Regions from separate parts of the Triticum aestivum genome. Here region 1 is linked to region 2. Evidence: chromatin contacts called from public HiCAR-type data. All regions are on one chromosome and are shown on one strand. Each heading gives the region's core, a stretch centred on a gene start, on an enhancer-like site or on the middle of the called end of the contact. The rest is flanking DNA. Distances are from core to core; before and after follow the strand shown.

Region 1 (4,804 bases), core at 720-3,219, 250 kb after region 2:
CCAAACGTGCTTGAAGTCGCTGAAAGAGGCTCGTTTTGTCAAAAAAATACCAAGAAAGAGGAAGGGCATGCACTGGTCGAGCTCCTGGACAGCGTGCATGCGGTGGCGTGGGGAACGAGGAGGAAGGAAGGCAGCCAATCAACTGGTTCGGAGTTTCGACTGTGCAATTATTACGAGCATGCAGACAAAGACATCTCAAACCCCATACCATGGGTCAAAATGTCCAGTTCTTGGTCGCGTAGCTCTCCTTGGTATATGTGCTTGCTCTTAGACACGAACTAAATAGAATCGAAGGCAGTACCCTTTAAGAAAATAAAAAAAATCTAAAATAAATAATGACAAAATTTGCGCACAATTACATAGAAATTGTGCTTAAAAATATGCGAGAATAAACACATATGATAGTGCGATTTTTTGTAACAAGAAGTACCCTATGAAAAAAAATAAATTAGTGGCATTTGTATTACCTTTAAAGAAGAGCGTAAAATAAAACTAAGACAAAATTTAAATAATAAAAATATTAAGAAAGAATGAATTAGTAGCATTGGTATTACCTTTTAAGAAGAATTGCCACACATTTTTGCACTGAAATGGCACTATATGCAAATATTAATCATATAGCAGTGCAATTTTGGCACATACTTGTATAGTACTCCCTCTGTTTCATAATATTTGTCGAGGTTTTAGCTCAAATTCATGGCAAGAATTATGGAATGGAAGGAGTGTTTGGGGGCATATATTTACACCCACTTAGCATCCTAAAAATACCCCACAGAAGAAAAGAAATACAAACCAACTAATATAGAAAATAAAAAATAAGAGAAAAACAAATAGAAAGAGAAAAATAAAGGGAGAAAGGGAAGGCTGGGTCCCACCTGGTAATGGTCCTCGGCCCACTAAGGAATCAACCGACCCAAGTATGTGGTCAGCCGATTTAACACGGCCCAAACACCTCAAAGAACAAATCGGGAGAAATAGCAACATGAATCACAAAGCAAGATCAACGGCACACAAATTCGACTGACCCAGAATAAAATTTCAAGGACTTACATGTAGCTAAATTGATTAGGTATGTAGGTTCTTCTCCGCTTTGACTCGGGTCAAAAGGAATGTTGCCTATATTGACTCTTGTAAGTCGCACAGGCCTAGTTAAAAGACGACTCGTCGCTAATCGTCCCCATTTGTAAACACTTCTGATATAATGTAATTCATCGTCAAGCATAGACAATTTTTTTCCACAATTGCTTTTCACGTAACAATTTGTACCTTTTATTTCTTAATTGATACCGATTCTGACATAGAGAATAACTAATTTGCTAGTATTTGTTTTCTTCATGTTACTGTCATCTTCGGCTCACCATCCCTCATGAGGTCACGACTCAAGACTATGAGAACTCTCCTTTCCTTCCCGCTAGAAGTTACTACATGCTAAAAGCTTGTTTTCCTGAGCGAAAAGCTAAAATGTTCTTGGTTCAAATGCACTTGAAATCTCTAAGACATCATATATTTTACAAATATGAGTAAATTAGGGGTGTTCAAATAACACTTCCCACTTAGATCGTCACTGCCATCTCAGTCTGAAGCCTAACTCTTCCAGTCTCGCATCCATCGTAGTCTCTGCGTCAGTTCCTGTCCCACCTTGTCTCCGTCATTGTAGTCTCTGCGTCAATTCATGCCCCATCGATGGCGAAATTATCAACGTAAGCTCAAAAGAATTTCAGTTGCGTGGATAATGACATACCTTCTACAAAAACACAGGCCATACATTTCCACTTCCAAAGAGAACATATATGTGATCCACACAATTCTCACTCACACCACCCGCAAAAAAAAATCACTCACAGATATTGGATATGATATGTAGGAGCACATAATTTCATTTTATATCGAAGACCACAAAGTAGAATTATAAAAAGAGATATCCTACTGATGACCCCAATCCCCATACTGTAAGCTGATGGGAGACGCCTCACCAACCTATGAAACACATTTACTCATCATCTTACATGCATGCAAGAGTGCGTCCATATAAGCCCATATGTTGCACCGGCGACCTCACATCTTCTTCCATTCCAAGGCAGCCATGGATTCCCTCCTCTGGTTCGTGGAACTCCTCTCTCTCCTTTGCTTCTTCGTCTTCTACTACCGCCACCTCCAGTCCAAGAAAATAAGCAAGGCGGAGCCGACCGAATGGCCAGTCCTGGGCCATCTTTTCGGCATGGTCGCCAACCTGTCCCACTTCCATGACTGGGCCACCGGCATCCTTGCCGCCACGCGCTACAACTTCGAAGCTCGCGCGGGCATCACCGGCGTCCGCTTCTTCGTCACCTGCGACCCCGCCAACGTGCGCCACATCTTCACCTCCAACTTCACCAACTACCCCAAGGGCGAGGACTTTGCCGAGATCTTCGACGTCTTTGGCGACGGCATCTTCAACGCCGACGGCGACTCCTGGCGCCGCCAGCGCGCCAAGTCCCAGCTCATCATGGCGGGCCCTCGCTTCCGCGCCTTCTCCGCGCGGTACAGCCGCGACAAGGTGGAGAGGAGCCTCCTGCCTTTCCTCGCGCACGCCGCCGAGGCCGGGACCGGGACCCCCTGCGACCTGCACGACGTGTTCCTGCGCCTCACTTTCGACATGACCTGCAACCTCGTCTTCGGCGTCGACCCCGGGTGCCTGCAGATCGGCCTCCCCGTGGTGCCCTTCGCGCGCGCCATGGACGACGTGCTCGAGACGCTCTTCCTCCGCCACATCATCTCCCCGGCGTGCTGGAAGCTCATGTACCGGTATGAGGTCGGCACCGAGAGGAAGATGGCCGCGGCTCGTCGGACCATCGACCGGTTCGCCGCGGACACCATCGCCAAACGCAGGGCCGACCACAAGCTCCGACCAAACGAGGGCGTCAGCGACTCGTCCGACATGCTCTCGTCCTTCATCTGCAACGGTGACGCGAGCGAGTACAGCGACGAGTTCCTGCGCGACACCACGGTGAACCTCCTGCTCGCCGGCCGGGACACTACCGGCGCAGCGCTGTCCTGGTTCTTCTACCTGCTCTCCAAGAACCCGCGCGTCGAGCAGAAGATCCTGAACGAGCTGGCGCCCATCGCTTCCCGGAAGAAGAAGCTGGCCACCGACGACGGCATGGTGGTGTTCGACGTGAGCGAGCTGAGCGGCATGGTGTACCTGCACGCGGCGCTGTGCGAGTGCCTGAGGCTGTACCCGTCCGTGCCCTTCGAGCACAAGGCGGCGGTGGCCGACGACGTGCTCCCCAGCGGGCACGAGATGAAGGCCGGCGACAAGATACTCATCTTCTCCTACTGCATGGCGAGGATGGAGGGCGTGTGGGGCAAGGACCGCATGGAGTTCAGGCCGGAGAGGTGGGTCACCGCCGACGGGAAGCTGAGGTACGAGCCGTCCTACAAGTTCATCTCCTTCAACGCCGGGCCAAGGACCTGCCTCGGCAAGGAGATGGCGTTCGTGCAGATGAAGACCGCCGCCGCCGCCGTGCTCTGGAACTTCGCAGTCGAGACCGTGCCGGGCCACGTCGTCGAGCCGAAGCTGTCCATCATTCTCCACATGAAGAACGGGCTCGCCGTCACGGTCAAGCGGAGGAACGCAACGCGCGTGCATGGCTCTATCTAGTACGTACGTGCGTGCCTAGTGCCTACACGTCTCGGCCGCAAGGTATACGGGGCGTACGTAGCTACACGTACGTCATGTACGTATTATATGTGTGCAAGAGTGGCATGTGTGCTTAATAATAGTGTAATGGTGCTCCATACTACAAGAATAAAAGTATATGAAAAATATAGACGTGTGTAGGTGTGCGTTGCGACATGTGTATAAGCTGTATGTGTGTACCCTAAATAGAAAATGGACGTATGGGCACCAGCTTGGATCGACGCGTGATCTATACAGGTTGGCCTGATGCTTGTCCCCGCTGCACACTATACATTTCTGGAAGTTATCATATGCATCCTCTCACTTTCCTATTCGTTATGCATATCACACTTTTGTATGCTACATCCTATTGCAACTAGCCGTGGCTAGAACGGGGAGAGGCAGACTTTGGAAGCAGCATTAATTCGGCAAACGGCCGGAGTCAGATATTCAGATAGATATCCATGTCCCACATGCGTTTGTTGAATAATGTGCCACGCACAGGGAGTTGTATCATTCTATCCATATATGGTGTAGTAATATAGATCAGCACGCATGTAGTACTATTTTATTTATATATTTTTTTATGCATCGACACGCATGTAGTACTAGCTAGGGGGCAGGAGCTAGAAAGAAGGAACCGTGTACGTATGAATAATTCTACTTCCCCACATTGTTTGCCAATTTGTGTCCTTCCATCAGATTATCAAGAGACTGAGCCGGCATATCATCTTGAGATTTATAAAGCCACCGTAGGCGCCTCGTCGTCGACAGAACGTCTCCTCCCGAATATTTATACATACATGCATGTTCCACGTACATGTTACCTAACGCATACTTCCCATCGTTTTTTTATGAGGATTGGACAAGAGTTTTATTCCAAATGCACAGGGATACAATCGAGAAGCAACAAATGCTCAATGCACGGTGGTCCTCTACCAAGTCATACATCGCAGTACTCTCTGTATAATTATATAACGCCAACCGATCTGTCATCCTATTTACTCACGCTTAACTTTTGAAAGAATAAATTCTCTTTCAACCATAAGTTGACGAATTTCAGCAACCAAGTGTGTGTACGCCGAGCGGGTAAGGCTGTTCCAGTCATAGCCGAAAGTGCCTCCGATGAATCAGACTAAACGATGA
Region 2 (5,143 bases), core at 699-3,198:
ATACAAAGTTGAGAGACTTTTTTTAAGGCAAAATTGAGACACTTACTTTGATACGGAGTGAGTACTAGTTGTCACTAGATCGATTTGAGATCGACAACATAGTGAGTACGACTTGCTACTGGCCAAGCGATACGTTCAACAGTTCGACACTAGATTCTTCCTTCTAGCTACATGCGGCGTCCCTTGTCAGCGATCGATCGATCAAGCGCAGCTAAAAATTCGCCGACTCCATGCATCTTTCTTTCACCATCATCCATCAGGCACACGGTTGATTACTCTCAATTCACCTTTTAATCAAGCACCTGCGTGCCTCCTCTTGATCCTGGCCCTGAAGCCGTTCTTGATGTGGAGGATGATGGAGATCTTGGGCTCCACGACCTGCCCGGCCACCGCCTCCACCTCGAAGTTCCTCACCACGGCGGCCGCCACCGCCTTGAGCTGCACCAACGCCATGTCCTTGCCGAGGCACGTCCGCGGGCCGGAGTTGAAGGACACGAACTTGTACGACGGCACGTACCGCGGCTTGCCGTCCTCCCCGATCCACCGCTCCGGCCGGAACTCCCGGCAGTCCTTGCCCCACACCGCCTCCATCCTCCCCATCGCGTACAGCGACACCATCACCTTCTCCCCCGGCCGCACCTCGTGCCCGCTCGGCAGCGCCTCAGCGGCCACCACGCCCTTGTGCTCCATCGGCACCGGCGGGTACAGCCGGAGCGACTCGCACAGCGCCGCGTGCAGGTACACCAGCCGCCCCAGCTCGTCCGGGTCGTAGGTCACCATGCCGTCCGGGGTGGTGGTGGTGGAACTCACGGTGTCCAGCTCTGCGAGGATCTTGGACACCACCTCTGGGTTCCTCGTGAGGAGGTAGAAGAACCAGGAGAGCCCCGAGCCGGTCGTGTCGCGGCCGGCCAGCATGAGGTTCATGGTCGTGTCGCGGAGGAAGCCGTCGACGACCGTTCTGGCTTCGTCGTCGATGTAGGAGGAGAGCAGGTCCGCCGAGTCCTCGATGCCGCCTCTGGCCTTCACCGCCTCCCGCCGCTTGGCGATCGTGTCGCCGATGAACCGGTCGATGTCGCGCCACGCCACGGCCATCTTCCGCTCGTACCCGACCCCGAGCCACCGCACCAGCTTCCACCACGACGGAGGGAGCACGTTGCGGAGGAGGAGCACGTCCATGGCATCGTCCATGGCGCGCGCGAACGGCACTTCCGGGAACCCGATGGCCAGGCAGCCGGGGTCGACGCCGAACACCAGCGTGGTCGTCGTGTCGAACGTCAGCCTGAGGAACACGTCCTGCAGGTCGCACACGCCGGTGCCGCCGCCGGCGACGTGGGCGAGCAGCGGGAGCAGGTCGCGCTCGACCTTGCGCCGGCTGCACCGTGTCACGAAGGCCCGGAACCTTGGGCCGGACATGAGAAGCTGCGCCTTGGCGCGCTGGCGGCGCCAGGAGTCGCCGTCGGCGTTGAAGATGCCGCCACCGAGGATGTCCATGATCTCGGCGAACTCGGGGCCCTTGGGGTAGTTGGCGAAGTTGGAGGTGAAGACGTGGCGGACGTTGGCCGGATCGGAGGTGAGGAAGAGCTCCATGCCCGAACGCGGCGGGCCGACGAAGCGGAAGTTGAGCGGGCTGGCGGTGAGCAGGGAGGTGACCCAGTCGTGGAGGCGCGGGAGGTTGGCGAGGAGCGCCGGGAGCATGCCCACCAGCGGCCACTCCAGCGGGATCACCGGGTTCTTCCGCTTGGACCTGGCGTGGAAGTAGTAGAAGACGACGAAGCATAGCAAGGAGAGCGAGAGCTCGAAGAAGGAGACGGGCGCCATTTTTGCCAGCTCCCTTGCACCGTTGCACGCTGCACGCACGTACGTGATGAAGGTCGAGGCGAGGTGGAGCGCGCCAATGGTGGTGTGGAGTTGGAGACGGAGACTGGCGAACGTTTGGAGGGTCACTCACCTATATGTACTCATACTCGAGCAGAGCATAATCAATGCCGGGTTTGGCTTTCATTTGAGATGGTACTCCTGATTGGCAGTCTGTTCACAAACAAATTGTTTTGAATATGATTGATCATCACAATTCACAAACGTGGATTTGAAATCTTGAGACCAGTGGTGTAGGTGCAGTCTGTTCATGGTCATTTTTAATTTAGAGTGAAGTCCACAAATATGCACCTGGAAAGTCAACAAAATTAGTTGTCAATTTCCAAGATATGGGTATAACATTTTCAATTGAATTTCAACTAGTATAACGCATCGTGTACCGTACACACATGGTTGATACAACATAATAAATTAAAGGTGAGAAATATGGTACTCCCTCCTTTCCGATGTATAGGGTTGATCTCAATTCTTTCGTTTTTCCGACTTAAAAGGTCTCATCTTCATCTCCTATTGAGATTTCGAGGTAGCATACTCCGATTGCGTGTGCTGATCGATGCTGGTGTCACTTTCCTGGCAGTTGCATGCTGACATAAATGATTGAGTGCGTACGTGGCTTGATAGCATAAGCCACATGCACATGCATGAAGTGATAGGCCTGCCCGGGCTTGCCACCGAATCACGGATGTGTACGTGTGGATGCAAGTTGCAAGAAGACACCCGGCAGTGGGAGGGAACGTTGAGTGAGGCAGAGAAATGGTGGATATATCATATGCGTGGAGATGGTTCCGATTGATATCCTGGACCCTGGACTGGACCAGCCGTCGGTGTGCATGCATGTGTACTTTGCTCCCTTGCAGCTGGAGTACGTACACACAAATATATATAGTTTGATTAATGTTAACTGCATGCATGTGCTATCTTGAACACCTACGCGCGTGGCTTGCTATGCATCGTCCATCCTTGCTAATCGGGTACTAGTATACTGTATGATCTCGGCCATGCATGCCTATCACAATTTATGGGTCACCGCCGCATGCACCAGCCGGGAGACCCAACCTCGTTGACTTAGCCGGCCATGCATCCGGTGGATGCGCACTTTCTTCAATACCCGCGCATTGCTGCAGTGAGACGGTTGCAATATACGTTGATGACATTTGATTGTGTGAAATATAAATGTTTAGATTAATGACATATGAATTAAATTTAAAATACATATGGCTTGCTATATTTGATTATGTACAATTGTAAAATATTTATTGAATATAGATAGAATAATAACATAGAAAAGTTTTCCATGCATGATTGTATGTGGTGGTGGGTCTTTATCACGCATGATTGCATGTTGAGGTGGGCCTTATCTCATCCATAACTGTATGTTGATATGACATGCTTGCATGTTGTGATAAATAAGTTAAAGCATCTACAACCATGGACATAAAATCCGGGCCCTAAAACGCCCGCGGACGCGCGCATCCGCGGGCAGTGACTGCACACACCTCATATTTTCTGCCATGCATCCGAGTACGTCATATTTTATCCCTTAGATCCATACAAAAAGCATGAGATAAAAAATTACGTACAATGCAAATGAGACTAGTGTAAACTACACATCGTCCTCGTCGGAGATGTCCGCTATCTCCTTTCTGAGTGCCAGGTAGATGAGTGCATAGGAGGGCTCCGCCTCCTCCTCCTCCTCATCCATGCATGTAGGCAAGCATCTCACGACATCCGATTCCTGCTCCGCCTGGAGTATACGACAGTTGGCCTCCGTCTCTGCCTCCAACTTAAGGGAATCGAGGATTGCCTGCTTCTCCGCCCATAGATCTACATCCTCACGTCCACATCCTGCTTCGCGTCCGCATCGACCTGCAACTCCACCTCCTCCTGGAACTTCTCCTCCTCCTCGAACTCCTCTTCCAGATCCGTCGCGTCCCGTGGTAGCCCCTCGGCGTTCGGCCTTCATGCCTTGCCCGAATCAACTCAAGGAGCTGCAGCTGGCGCCCTGGAGTTAGATAGCTCACTCGTCGTCGTTGTGGCATGGCTACTTGACTATGGTTGCGGGTGAGTGGCCAACTTTTGAAGAGTAAGGCGACGAGGGACGAGGGGGGCGGGGTGGATGGGCTCGGGTTGGCGGCGCCGAGAGGGTGGAAGTGGATGTTGTTAGGGCTTGGGGACACCGTTCGGCTTAAATAGCCGGAATTTGGCCCTCGGGTGACAAGTCGGAGCGGCGCCACGCGGCGTTCACGCCCCACCGCAGGAGATTGTCATCGGACCATCGGGTTTTCGGGTATTTTCTTGTGGGACCTCATCGTCAGTCCGATGTGGCGGACGCGTCGGTCATGCCCGGACCTCTCCATATTCGCCCTATATTTGGACTGGATATGAGAGGTGCCGGTCAGCCCGATCGTTTGATGCCCGTTTGAGGCGTCCCTCTAGGCCGGGTTTTTTGACCAGTCCCTGACCAGTCTGTCCGCCTGGTCGTTTGAGGCGGGTTTGAGGTGGCCGGCTGTAGATGCATTTAGTGGAGTTTAATCTCTTAGGTACTACCTCCGTCTCGGTGAATAAGTCATTCGCGTAGTTCTAGATCGACGATTTAACTATCTAAATATGTATTATATGTGACAAAAATATATATTTAGAAACTACATTCGTGTAGAAATCTAGTGATATACTTTTCATGACATATAACACATATTTAATTGCTCAAATCGATGACCTAGAACTACGCAAATGACTTATTCACCTAGACGGAGGTAGTACTCCCTCCGTCTAGGTGAGTAAGTCATCTTAGGTTGTGCACAGTGACCAAGGAAGAGGGAAAAACAAGAAAACTTAATGTTCATTTGCTAATTAATATCATTGCATGCACTAACCACTGCATGTCGTGTTTGGTAGTCTCAAGTCATTAAAAACATGCACACCCGACATCTCTTATTGGTTGATACGTCAAGAAACAAGAAACAAGATATAATTTAATGCACCGTGCTTAAGTGCTTTGGAATTATTTAGTTTTCATAAGATGACTTACACACCTAGACGGAAGGAGTATATAGTATTCCTCCTGTCGCTTTCTCAAAATTGAAGGGTTTGCTTGGTGCCGATTTTTCTTAGCAAAATCGCCTAGTTTTCCCCATCTTTATGTCTGGCGAAGCTGAAGTTGGTCTCTTTTTTTTTTGATAAAAAGAAATCTGAAGTTGGTGGAGGCGAAACATTGTTGAGGATGTGAGCATACCAGGCTTTTGGAAAAAAACACCCAGGAGGAGTCACA

What was found. HiCAR-type assays count read pairs that join an accessible place to other places.
Region 1: a HiCAR-type map of leaf shows a contact between it and region 2, with 3 times the contacts expected there. The contact joins the promoter of LOC123093735 here to the promoter of LOC123093733 in region 2. A contact is called at or near these places in 2 of 5 Hi-C or Micro-C datasets (leaf and root) and 1 of 1 datasets of contacts at active chromatin or transcription factors (leaf).

The regions. Positions count from the first base shown.
Region 1 is chr4B:633,908,451-633,913,254 of IWGSC CS RefSeq v2.1, forward strand. LOC123093735 (noroxomaritidine synthase 3) reads left to right here and starts at 1,970. Exons shown (of 1, transcript XM_044515766.1): 1 at 1,970-3,992. The coding sequence starts at 2,039. The coding sequence ends at 3,640.
Region 2 is chr4B:633,657,183-633,662,325 of IWGSC CS RefSeq v2.1, forward strand. It overlaps LOC123093733 (alkane hydroxylase MAH1), which reads right to left and starts at 1,949. Exons shown (of 1, transcript XM_044515764.1): 1 at 1-1,949. The coding sequence starts at 1,818. The coding sequence ends at 295.